2 separate regions of the Mus musculus genome follow, and region 2 is linked to region 1. Evidence: chromatin contacts called from public HiChIP or PLAC-seq data. All regions are on one chromosome and are shown on one strand. The core of a region is the stretch at or near the end of the contact, and the rest is flanking DNA. Distances in the headings are between cores, read along the strand shown. Region 1 overlaps Reep3 (receptor accessory protein 3). Region 2 overlaps 4930521O17Rik (RIKEN cDNA 4930521O17 gene).

Region 1 (6,174 bases), core at 3,371-5,870:
GGCTGGGCACGGTAAGCCCAGGAAAGCATCTGTGTCGAGAATGCTCCAGTGAGCAATCGGCGCTCTCCTGAGATGACCCCCTGCTGTTGCTAGGCGCTCCGTTCTGTTTCAGGAGGAGGTGGCGACATTATGTAATGCCAAACCATATTTCAGCCCTCTTTTATGTATTTGGAGAAAGAGATAAAGCTTAAATTAAACTGTTAAATCTTTACAATCAAATGGAACTCAAGTTGGTTCAGAGTTGGTCTGGGAAAATAACCGGTTGTGCATTTAAAGAAAAGAAATTCATGAACGTGAACGTGCTGGGGTTTGGGTTTTTCTTTTCTTTTGCTTTGTTTTGATTGTTTTGCCATAGATGGAAGTGACATTAAGCGCTCTCTTGATGGGTAAGCACTGGTCTTTGGGATGCATGTGCATCAGATGTGGGACGTTCTGAAAGTACACTCTGCCATCTCCAGCCCGACAGTGCCTAGTGAGAGACTGCCTTAGACACTGTCTTGATTCTCTCTTTTAGAACAAAGCTTCTGAGAAATGTAAGCACGGAGATCCGCTTGAAGGCCCCGTCTCTAGCTACCCAGAAAACCAAAGCAGAGCTATGTCCATGGTGGGACCCTCACCAGTAACAAGCAAGAGAAAATACAGGGTCTGACTGGGTTTTTTTGAGTCAGGGTCTCCTGTAGCCCAGGCTAGCTCTAGACTTACTGACTCAACTGTGTAGCCCAGGATGACTTGACAGTCAGGATCTCCCTCCCCGTGCTATGAGGGCTGGGATTCCAGGCATCCACTGGCATACTCTGTTTCTGTAGAGCTGGGGATAGAACCCGGGTCTCATGCTTGATAGACAAGGTCTCTGCCCACTAAGCTGCAGCCCAGCCCTGGTTTTTTGTTTGTCTGTTTGGTTGGTTTTTGGTTTTTCGAGACAGGATTTCTCTGTATAGCCCTGGCTGTCCTGGAACTCACTTTGTAGACCAGGCTAGCCTCGAACTGAACTCAGAAATCCGCCTGCTTCTGCCTCCCGAGTGCTGGGATTAAAGGTGTGCGCCACCACACCTGGCACTTGTTTTTTTAATAAATAAAAAAATCTTTAATAACATACTTAAGTGTACTAGTGATAACACCATTCAAACCCTGAGGAATCTATGATTACAACAGAAACCAAATACTCACTGGCACCAAGGTCAACCGAAGGCCTTAGGACCAGTGTTAAGAAGAGAGATTACTCGTTTAAAATTGTGATGGTAATTTCCTACAAAGTCAAAATACATACCTTCCAGTGCAGTGGTAGAGCTCAGCTGACAAAGTGCTTGCCTCGCACCGGACTAAGCCCTGGATTCAATTCCCAACACTACTTAGAACTGAATGAGGTGACATGTGCCTGCGATCCCAGCACTCAAGAGATGGTGCAGGAATTCAGGAGTTCAAGGCCAGCCTAGGTTCATAAATATATTTTGTTTTGTTTTGTTTTGTTTTGTTTTTAAGTATTTGCTTATGGGTGTGAGCAAGCTTGTGTGAGTATGTGGACCCCAGAGCAGGACTTCTAGAACTTTCCTTTATATGTCTCTGCTTTATTGCCTTGAGGTAGGGGGGTCTCTCTGAACTGGAAGTTTGCCATTTTGACAAGACTGACAGGGTGGGGTGTCTGGGTATCTGCCTGCTTGTCTTGGAGGGCTACTGCTAGGATGATAGGCACCAACGCTGTGCCCGGCTTTTTGGGGTTTTTCGTTTTTGTTTTTTTAACATGGGAGCTAGACGTTTAGACTTGGTCCTCACACCTGCATTTGCTGTTCTTCCAGAGGGCACAGCAATAGTTCATAGTAGCCTATAAGTCCCATGACACCCACTTCTGGCTTCTAGGGGTGGCAGATAGAGGGACGCAAATGTACACACTAATAAAAACTGATCGTTTTGTTTTGTGAGACAGGGTTTCTCTTTATAGCCCTGTTCTGGAACTCGATATGACCAGACTGGCCTTGAACTCATAGGTCAACGTACATCTACCTCCCAGGTGCTGGGATTAAAAGCATGTACCAGCATCCCTAGCAAAAAAAAAAAAAAAAAAAAAATTGAAGTTAAGTAAAATCAATGTCTAAATCTTATACTTGGGAGACTGACGTAGAGAGCGCCTCCTAAGGAAGAACTTTGACATGGCTTTACTATTTATTGTCTATATTTCCATGGGGCTTCTTTCAGGAATGGGGGATGCCCAACCAAGTCAAGATTGGGAAAGATTGCACCTTTGCTCAGAGGGGCAATAGTGTGGTGTCGTCCAAAATCTCCCTTCCAAACTCATGAACAATGCTTCCGAAGAGGAGAGGACTTGGTGCCAACCAGCCAGCAGGCTGGCTTCTCCAGTGACTGAACTCAGGGTCAAATTAGGTAGTGCAAGAGTTCTTGTGACCTGTTTATTTCTTCGTCTGCTCAGTTGTCCAAGATAGAAAAGAATGCTCCCACCTCCCTGGTGTGCTTGGACTAGAGGAGATGCATAGATGTCCCTCTGCCGGGTAGTTGGCTCAAGAAAATGTCAAGAGCGGTTTTAAATGCCTTTATGGTGTCTGATCACTATGTTCTTGATATGTTTTGATACCATAATGTATGCTATTGTCTGTCCCACAGAAAGAGGCTAACAAGCCTTTCAACCCCATTAATGTAAGTTTGAGAGGAGTGTGGCTGTCATCATGAAGAGAGATTGTTCTAGCCATAGGGAGTGGCGTGGGGAAATTTACTGCCTCGGTGATATTGTAGACACTCTGAGGATCTGAGTGAAAGAAACTAAGGAAGTGGTTTAAGAAACACAAAAATAATAACGCTTAGGCTTCCAGATCCTGTAAATGGATGCTTGCCTGCCACCCTAAGCATTTGGGAGGTTCAGTCTGGCCAAGCGTGATCTTGAGGCTAGCCTGAACTATGTAGCAAGACTCCATCTTCAAAATAGTAAAAAAAAAAAAAAAAAAAAAAAAAGTAGAGAAACCAGAGACCCTGTAAGAATAATGAGCAGAGAACCCGTCTCTGAAAGCCCCCGGCAGTTTCCCCAGCACCACAAGTCAAAAAATTAAGAATTATGCACAGATGCGGTCATAGGCGAGGGAGGGTATAGTAGAGTCTGGCATGCACCTTGCCATCGGTGATCGGTTTTGTCTAAAGGAGAATTTAAAAATGTTTTGACCGATCGGTGGTAGCGCACGCCTTTAATCCCAGCACTTGGGAGGCAGAGGCAGGTAGATGTCTGAATGAGTTCCAGGATGGCCAGAGCTACACAGAGACCCTGTCTTGAAAAGCAGAGGAGGAGGAGGAAGAGGAGGAGGAGGAGGAGGAAGAGGAGGAGGAGGGTACAGGTTGGTGGTGGTGGTGATGATGATAAGAACAACAGATGCTTCGAAAACAAACTGCTAAGTTCACTTCGGTTTGTCAGACTCCTGCAGAGATTTCTGGGGTGACAGGAGGGGACTGAAGCTTAGGAGGTGCGGTGGGAATGAGTGTCTTATGGGTGGCGTTGGCAGAAGACTTAGACCTGACTTCATTTTGGGAAGTTGGAAGTAATGAACAGCAGACCACGAATCCCTGCATATGGCTTGCCTTACCACGAATCCCTGCATATGGCTTGCCTTACCAGGCTCTGCTTCATTGGCGTAATCGGGTATATTTTAGGAAAGGAAATTTTCTCAAAATTTCAAAACTGGTTTGTATGGTCTTTTTTTTTTTCTTTTTTTTTTTTTCCTTCTACCAGATCTGGTTTGGTGTTTTTTGTTTTTAAACCTTAGATTACAACTCAACTCTTAAATGCTCTTTCAGTCAGGGAGGCTAATGGTAAGTGTGGTTTTACAGATCCTGTGCTTAAGAAGCTAAATAAAGCCTGAGGTTCCCGAGCAAACACTCACTCAAGAGTCAGGAGTTGGTCAGAGGAGGAGGAATCTGTGACCTCTTCAAGTCTTTGCCACCTAACCAATTTGGTGGGAATCTGGGAATGGAGCGAATAATACTCAAAGCTAAGGATGGGCCCCGGCAGATTGAGTGCACCGCTGGGTTCAGGTCTCTTTAGGACAATTTTCTTTTACCAGGTTACAACTGTGATGGCTTAGATCCATATGTTGCCTTCATCTGCTAACATGGGAAGTGTGAGCTATGCAGTGTGTGAAATCATACAGACTTTTCTCTGGGTTTTGTTTCGGGTATAGGAGAGCAAAGGTCATAAAAGTAAGAAGCCCTGTGTTCTGTGTCGGGGTCAACCAATCCTCCCTGGATCAATCAGTCAATCAATCAATCAATCAATCCTAAACTCTTCAACCTCTCTGAGGATTGTTTGTGTGGTTTGTAGAACTATCACAGTAACCTTTACATCACCTACATTTTTGCCCCATTGAGATGAGGTCTTATGGAGGTAGCCCAGGCTGGCCTAGAACTTATTAAATAGCTAAGCATGACCTTGAACGTCTGACAGTCCATCTCCTGGTCCTCGGTCTGTGGGCATGTACCACTAACCCTCTACCCCTGTGGATGCTGTGCTGGAGATTAAACTCAAGGCTTCGTGCATGCTAAACAAGCTCTCTACCCACTAAGCTACATCCCTGAGCACCTCGGCATTCTTGCAAGCATTTTCCATGAGCTAGAGGTTACCATGCAGTAGGGTCTTGCGGTAGGAGAGAGGGCGTGGCCAGAGGAGGGAGACTGGAAAGAGGAAGGAGGAGTCTGATGTGCTGTGTGGTCTTTTCTTTTTCCCTTTAGCTTTCTGTTTCCTTTTAGAGTAGAAATCTGAGGCCCTGTGGTGTAAAATTAAGTTTAGCTCTGACAACATGAAAATTCCAAGCTTCTTAGCTCTTGATAATGTGTACAAAGTTTCCCCAAGGAATGGTACTGTCTCTTTCTGTCCTTAACAGTTTTAAATGTGGACCTTCCGTTCTAGAACTACGTAGTATTCAGGGGGAGTCTCTTCTGCATGAACCCAACTTCTCCCCGTTGCTGTTTTTCTTTTAGGCTATAGCCCCTTAATTGTAGTTAAGCAGCAACAAATCTCTGTAAAGACAGAAGTCGCACATTGCTTTGACTGGGGTGTGTGTGTGTGTGTGTGTGTGTGTGTGTGTGTGATGCATTCACTAGCCACATAAACAATGGTACAGTGACTCACCAGGGTTCCATCGCTGGACTGTAACAAGTGTATTGTGTTCCACTTGACCTTGATTTGGCTGCTAATCATTGTTTATAGGAAAGCATCTTTGTTTTCAAAGATGTATAAGTTGTGAGCTGAGACCATAGCTCAGTTGGTAGAGGGTTTGCCTCGTATGCACAAAGCCATGATCCAGCCTCAGCACCATATAAATTTGCACATGGTAGCAGATACCTGTAATTCTTACACTTGGGAGATGGAGGTTCGGCAAGCTGGAGGACCATAAGTTTGGGGTTGTCCTGGAGTGAATTTCAGGGGTGCCTAAAGGTTTTCAAGCTGATGTTTCAGTTTACGGGTGTAGCTCACTTTGTCACAATCACTTAAGCTTGTGTAAGTCAAGAAGCAAGAGTCAAAACAACTTGCTACTTTAAAAGTCTGATCAGAATATGACAGCTTACAACCCTCCCAGGGGATCCTTCTTCTAACCTATGAGAACACTGCATATACATGATGTATAACATACACCTGGGCATACACATTTTTTTTAAAATAAAAAAAAAATCTCAAAAGGAAATGTTTACATCTCGTTAGAGCCAGGGGTAATATCACACATTTGTGACTCCAGCACTAGGAAAGCTGATTAGGACGGTCACAAGTTAAAGACAGCGTTGGTTAAATGACACCCTCTCAGAAGAAGTTAATAATAAGTCCAGTTAGGACTGAACCCATCTTGCCATGCTGACAGCCTATTGTTTCTTCAGAATCAGTTTTAATCCAAAATGAGAGTGAGCAGGACATCAGCTGGAAGGACAGTAGCCCAGAGTGAGCGCTACATTGTCGCGCATCATCAGCTGAGAGGACAGTAGCCCAGAGTGAGCGCTACATTGTCGCACATCATCAGCTGAGAGGACAGTAGCCCAGAGTGAGCGCTACATTGTCGCGCATCGCTGTTGGCAATGCAGAATGTAGATGCTCTACCTCTGCTTCTAAGGGTCTCTCTTTCCCAGATCAGTGCGTCTTCAGAAGCTGCTGGAGGTGAGTCCAGATGGAGGAGGCTCTACAAAAAGATTTTCTCT
Region 2 (6,831 bases), core at 2,887-5,386, 890 kb before region 1:
CCTCCATTGGGGGCCCTGTGATCCATTCATTAGCTGACTGTGAGCATCCACTTCTGTGTTTGCTAGGCCCCGGCATAGTCTCACAAGAGACAGCTATATCTGGGTCCTTTCAGCAAAATCTTGCTAGTGTATGCAATGGTGTCAGCGTTTGGAAGCTGATTATGGGACGGATCCCTGGATATGGCAATCACTAGATGGTCCATCCTTTCGTCACAGCTCCAAACTTTGTCTCTGTAACTCCTTCCATGGGTGTTTTGTTCCCAATTCTAAGAAGGGGCAAAGTGTCCACACTTTGGTCTTCGTTCTTCTTGAGTTTCATGCGTTTAGCAAATTGTATCTTATATCTTGGGTATCCTAAGTTTCTGGGCTAATATCCACTTATCAGTGAGTACATATTGTGTGAGTTCCTTTGTGATTGGGTTACCTCACTCAGGATGATGCCCTCCAGGCCCATCCATTTGCCTAGAAATTTCATAAATTCACTCTTTTTAATAGCTGAGTAGTACTCCATTGTGTAAATGTACCACATTTTCTGTATCCATTCCTCTGTTGAGGGGCATCTGGGTTCTTTCCAGCTTCTGGCTATTATAAATAAGGCTGTTATGAACATAGTGGAGCATGTGTCCTTCTTACCTGTTGGGACATCTTCTGGATATATGCCCAGGAGAGGTATTGCGGGATCCTCCGGTAATACTATGTCCAATTTTCTGAGGAACCGCCAGACTGATTTCCAGAGTGGTTGTACAAGCTTGCAATCCCACCAACAATGGAGGAGTGTTCCTCTTTCTCCACATCCTTGCCAGCACCTGCTCTCACTTGAATTTTTCATCTTAGTCATTCTGACTGGTGTGAGGTGGAATCTCAGGGTTGTTTTGAATTGCATTTCCCTGATGATTAAGGATGCTGAACATTTTTTCAGGTGCTTCTCTACCATTCGGTATTCCTCAGGTGAGAACTCTTTGTTCAGTTCTGAGCCCCATTTTTAATGGGGTTATTTGATTTTATGGAGTCCACTTTCTTGAGTTCTTTATATATGTTGGATATTAGTCCCCTATCCAATTTGGGATAGGTGAAGATCCTTTCCCAATCTGTTGGTGGTCTTTTTGTCTTATTGACGGTGTCTTTTGCCTTGCAGAAGCAATGCAATTTTATGAGGTCCTATTTATCGATTCTCGATCTTACAGCACAAGCCATTGCTGTTCTATTCAGGAATTTTTCCCCTGTACCCATATCTTCGAGGCTTTTCCCTACTTTCTCCTCTATAAGTTTCAGTGTTTCTGGTTTTATGTGGAGTTCCTTAATCCACTTAGATTTGACCTTAGTACAAGGAGATAGAAATGGATCAATTCGAACTCTTCTACATGATAACAGCCAGTTGTGCCAGCACCATTTGTTGAAAATGCTGTCTTTTTTCCACTGGATGGTTTTAGCTCCCTTGTAAAAGATCAAGTGACCATAGGTGTGTGGGTTCATCTCTGGGTCTTCAATTCTGTTCCATTGGTCTACTTCTCTGTCACTATACCAGTACCATGCAACATTATCTTAAGTCAAATTGCTATTGTGAATCCGGCAAAGGATAAATTCCTCTCTCGCTCATTTGGCTGTAGAAATACTCTCTCTATAGACACACCACCCTTTTCCCTTCCAGAGTGCATTAGCTATTTTGGGTCCCAGGCTCTTTTATATAAGATTTTGACCCAACTCCTCAGTTTTAGAAGGAACAAAATAGACACCAACTAGAGAACCAATGAAATGGCTCAGGGGGCTAGGGGACTTCCCCCCACCCCCAGTGGCTGGAGTTTGACCCAGGGGACCCACATGATGGAAGCAGAGAGCTGACACCCATAGGGTGTTCTCAGACCTCTGCTGAAGCAAACATGTCCTCCCCACTGTCCCCGCCACACACACATGAATTTGATAAAAAAGAAACTCATTGGAATTTATCTTAGAAGTGGACTGAATTTAGAGGGAAATTATACATTTAGGTTAGTGAATATTTCTTTTTCATTTCATTTCATTTTATTAATATTTTTATTATTATTACTGTGTATGTGTGTGCAGGTGAGTGTGTATCTCAGTGTCCTTGTGAGAAAGACAGGACAGCTTTTCAGGAGTTCTTTGCCTCCAGCTTGTTTTAGATGGAAGATTTCTCTTGTCTTTGCTGTGCTTGGCTCTCCAGGCTAGCTGACCAGAGAGTTCCTGGGTAATTCTCATTTCTGCCTTCTATCTCACTGCGGGAGTGCTGGGATGACAAGTGTGTCCCAGTGCAAACCAATATTTAAAGAAATGGTTTCTGGGGATAGATCTCAAGCCATTGGGTTTCCAGAGCAACATCTTTTCTTGCTGAGGTTTCTTGCTGGCCCCAACACACACACACACACACACACACACACACACACACACACACACACACACACACGTTGAAGATATGTTTTTATAAAGTGTTCAGGTTTTCCAAAAAGGCTTAAACTTATCTTTATCTGGGTCTAATTCCCTCTTAAAACTATTGAGTTTATATCAGAAGTTGAACTATATATGTATAGCAAAATAATTTTTGTTGCTTCTTAAAACCTTCCTAGATAGTTTTTAGGAGAGCGGTGAGAACGCTCTTGTTAATGTAGCCCAGGCTGGCTTGGAACTCTCCATCGTCCTGCCTCAAACTCCTGAGTATTGGGATTTCAGGCTTGTACCACCACACCCAGCCTTCACTAACCATTTTGAAATCGCTAAGTCATTTTGATGACTAATTTCTGACTTTATATGTATGTATATAGTATTTTTAGTTTATATATTGTATTATTTATTATATAATGTATAATAATATAATAAATACATTAAATAAATATATATTTTATTTATGTAAATCTCTTCATGAATGTTCTGTGCCTGTCATCCTGGTATCTGTAGTTATTAAGGACGTTAATCTGACGTTACTTCCACTGGCATTTACGTACGATGATTGTTCCTTTGTTTTTGTTTGTTTGTTTGTATGTTGACTATTGATTGTGTGTTCTGATACACTTTTACTGGAAGCCACAAGGCTCTCTGTGCCAGTGGACAGTTGGCTAAGATGTTTAGCTTGATATAAAAATGTCAAGCATGTGGCCAGGAGAGACAGTTTAGTGTTAAGAGTATGTGCTGTTCTTGCAGAGAATTAGAGTCCTGTTCCCGGCAACCATGTCAAGTGGCTGATTGGTCTTGAATTCTTAACATTCTGTGCTCATGTCAAAATACACACACACACACACACACACACACACACACTCACACAAACACTGTCTCTCTCCCTTTTTCATACACACACACACACACACACACACACACTCACACACACACACACTCGCACAAACACTGTCTCTCTCCCTTTTTCATACACACACACACACACTCACACAAACACTGTCTCTCTCCCTTTTTCATACACACACACACACACACATACACACTCTCTCTCTCTCTCTCTCTCTCACACACACACACACACACACACACACACACATACACACACACACACAGAAGAACACATATCCATTTGGGGCAAAACAGAAAGGAAGCCTTTTCCAGATGGTAGAATTGAGAATTATGAAGAATGATGGACTACAGAGTCCCCTTTCAAGGAAAATTCCTCTCCCCACTGGGGACAGAAGACCTCTGAAACATTTACTCTATGAGAGTTCACAGCTCCAGCCCAGATTTCTCCTTTCTAGAAGGGAACAGAGCCTAAGCTGATCCATAAACACATCTCCATTGCGTACTGGACTCGTGGGCAGATGGTTTTTCTTGCTTAGCTCATAGGTTTTGAGTTCAGAACACATGTAGACAGGAAGCACAAATCCTTACAAGGTAGGAGCTACGGCATGTCACTCAAGATCCTGAATGTGAGCTTCCGATTCTCCCTCCACAGAACCGGGTTTGCTCCTGCAGTTTGCAACAGCCCATAGGAGCTAGAGTACAGTGAGCATTTCCTGTCTGTTTTATAAGTAGCAACATTTAAAAAGGATTCCAGTTTGTTCTGCTTCCTCAGAGGGTTCCCTTTTTGGACGCAGATGTCCCGTGAGATTTTTGCTGATGAACCGTGCACAGAAGAGGCCGAGGAAACAGCTGGAAGAGCAGGGAGGGCTGTGTAACTCTTTGTTGCAGTTTTCCTTTGTCTTTGTCCCAATGACAGGCAAGTGTCCAGAATGTGAATCAGTGTGCTATCCCAGGTTTCAGAATGGGAGAACTCAAGAGTTATCTTGAGCTGCACATATGGGGACACATTCTTTGTTTTGAGCTCCTGGGTCTGAGGGCTTTTAATGTTACAACATGACCTGCTTCATCTCAGGGGATGCGAGGTTTGTTTCTGTGAGCAAATACTTTGACAAAAAGCAACTTACAGGAGAAAGGGTTCATTTTAGCATCCAAGGCAGCTAGCCAAGTCACATCCCAGGGGAAGAGCAGAGAAACAAATGCATGGGTACTTACTGCTCAGCTTGCGTCTTCACTTAAATAATTCAGGACCCAAGACTGGGGAATGGTGCCCTCCACTTTTAGGCAGAGCCTTCCTGCATCAATGAAGTAATCAAGACAGACACCCTCCCCCTCACACACCCCCAGACATGCCCACAGGCTATCCTGATCTACACAATCCCCAGACTCACTTCCCATGGGACTCTAGTTGTGTCAAATTAACAATGGAAACTAATAGTCAGAAGTAACCAATGGAGGAGAGAGGGTTTCAGTATGGTGTTAGCCCAGCTATCTAATATCCATTTGATGGGTCATTTCACACCTCTGAGCTCCAGGTAATTAATGTATAAAGTAGAACTAAGAGTTCTCCCTTCTGCTCCCCAGACTTGTTGGGGGTGCCCCGTCTAGGTGCAGGTGTTTGAGAAATGTAAAGCCTGCGCAAATACTTGTCTAGAGTGCCACTTGAAACACAGAGCTGATGTACTCTTTGTTTTAGAGCCAGCCTCAAGAAGAAAACACCAGAGAAGCTACACAAACTGGAGATCTAAGTGAGATAACTGCAGAATGAAAAGCTTGAAAACCTCCACATGAAGTGGAGCTGTTACCATCCAAAACATCTCAATGACCACCTGTCCCCTCTCTTCCGAAGATGCCTAAAGCTTTTGAATTTCTATTACAAGTCAACCGTTTGACCGATTAAAATAAAAAAAAAACCGAAGGCGATTTTAGAAAAATAAGTTTGTTTTAAGGTTGAAAAGGATTAGCTTTTATTGCGACTGCAAAGTGAACACTGAGCTGGCTTCTGACCACAGTTGCTACAATCTTGGTACAGCACTTTGTTTTCCAGCTCCATGTGCCTTTTTAAGCCAGTCTATCAGTGGGACCTTCTCATTGGAAAGAGCAAAGCAGAAGAGCAAAGCTGAAAGGTGCCTTTCCTGGTACTTTCTGGTAAATATAAAATTGGGAGAATGTGCCACCACCTTGTTTAAGAATGGGGGAGGCTGGTTAGCAGGCTCTGCGTTGGTGACAAAGAACATAAACCCATTACTTCAGCTGTCAGCGAGAGGGAACACTGGGCCTTGTGACACTGTTGGTTTGGGCTTTGCATTTGCTGTGGTATGAATGTCCAAACAGGTCCGGCAGGGCCCCATAGTAATGGTAGGAAGTACTTGCTGTGTTGATAGGTACCACAGTAAGGCTAACAGTGGGTGATGAGTAATTACACACCAGACCCAGTGCACCCCCTGTTATTAAACACGTGGAATAGATCACCCATCTCCGTCCTTCCTAGTTCGCATTCAGAAGTGTAAAAGATTCAAAATATGGTTTGAGCTCTATATAAACTTCACTGGCCAGTTGTGTTCAAATGACTATTAAGTAATTTTCTCTCAAACTTAGAGTCTGTATTTATTTTTAAATTTCTTAAAGTTGTACTTTTTTTATATAGCAGTACAGTTTAATATTACATATTAAACACCGTGATAGAATAATTAGTATTGTTTTAAACAGAAAGATAAAAAGAATTTTCCAGGTTGCAAAATCCCTTCCACCAGCACAAATTTCCCCTTCTTAGTGGGTCAGTGTGACAGATGCACTCAGCAGCTAGTCATGCCTAATGCCTATTGTCGCGATGGTCAATGGACTTAAAAAGAGAGCCACACTTTCAAAATCACTGCCTCAAAGGGATCCGAATCTTTTGAATTGCAAAATGGTTCTTGCCACTTCGATACCCAGAAAGCTGGATTCGCTCGCTCATCCACCACGGGAGGGAATAGGGTTGGGGGCTCAGAACACACAACTGAGAGTAGGAAAAACATAGCTTTATCTCCTCTTGGAGCTACTGACTGAGCTGTGAGTAAGCTTCACTCTGCAGTTATGGCTCCGTTAGCAGTTGAAGCGATGTTATACCGCTAAATGAAAACTTGTCTCTCAGCAGCTCACTTTTCTAATTCCTTCCTACCAATTTACTCCATCTCATACATGGCAATTTCATTTCTTCAAGCTCTCTCTACATACAGGAAGGTGACCACTTGTTTCTTATAACATTCACCAAAAGAAAATTTCCAGTCGAAATAAGTATCCCAAAAGCGAAAGAGCATCTAATATCAGCATGGGACTTTTCGTCACCTGTAGTCCTGATTCTGACCTTTGGAATGGATGTTTCTGCAAGCTGGAGAACATGGTCATCAGATATGGCCTTTTATTGCTTCATGTGCCAACAATATCTCAGTATTAGAGTCTCATTTGCTGTTGTGGAAATTGCCAGAGCTCCCTCACCACCAGCAAGCTCTGCGGGACACTTCCTAATGGTGACCTTCCATGATAATCATAACCCTGATACACATTTGAAAGTGCCGAGACAAACATGCGTCTACAAATGTG

The links. HiChIP or PLAC-seq counts read pairs in DNA pulled down with a chosen protein or histone mark.
Region 2: a contact with region 1 is called in an H3K27ac HiChIP or PLAC-seq map of large pre-B cells, with 4 times the contacts expected there. The contact joins two enhancer-like sites. A contact is called at or near these places in 1 of 39 promoter capture datasets (pre-B cells) and 1 of 115 datasets of contacts at active chromatin or transcription factors (large pre-B cells).

What each region holds. Positions count from the first base shown.
Region 1 is chr10:67,070,552-67,076,725 of GRCm38.p6, reverse strand. All of the region lies in intron 1 of Reep3 (receptor accessory protein 3), which reads left to right. Among named protein-coding and RNA genes, the nearest start is that of Reep3, 23 kb to the left of the region's middle. Within about 2 kb of position 4,620, at least 51 of the 459 cell types and tissues checked have an H3K27ac peak or open chromatin away from gene starts, as enhancers often do.
Region 2 is chr10:67,963,531-67,970,361 of GRCm38.p6, reverse strand. All of the region lies in intron 2 of 4930521O17Rik (RIKEN cDNA 4930521O17 gene), which reads left to right. Among named protein-coding and RNA genes, the nearest start is that of 4930521O17Rik, 6.8 kb to the left of the region's middle. Within about 2 kb of position 4,136, at least 66 of the 459 cell types and tissues checked have an H3K27ac peak or open chromatin away from gene starts, as enhancers often do.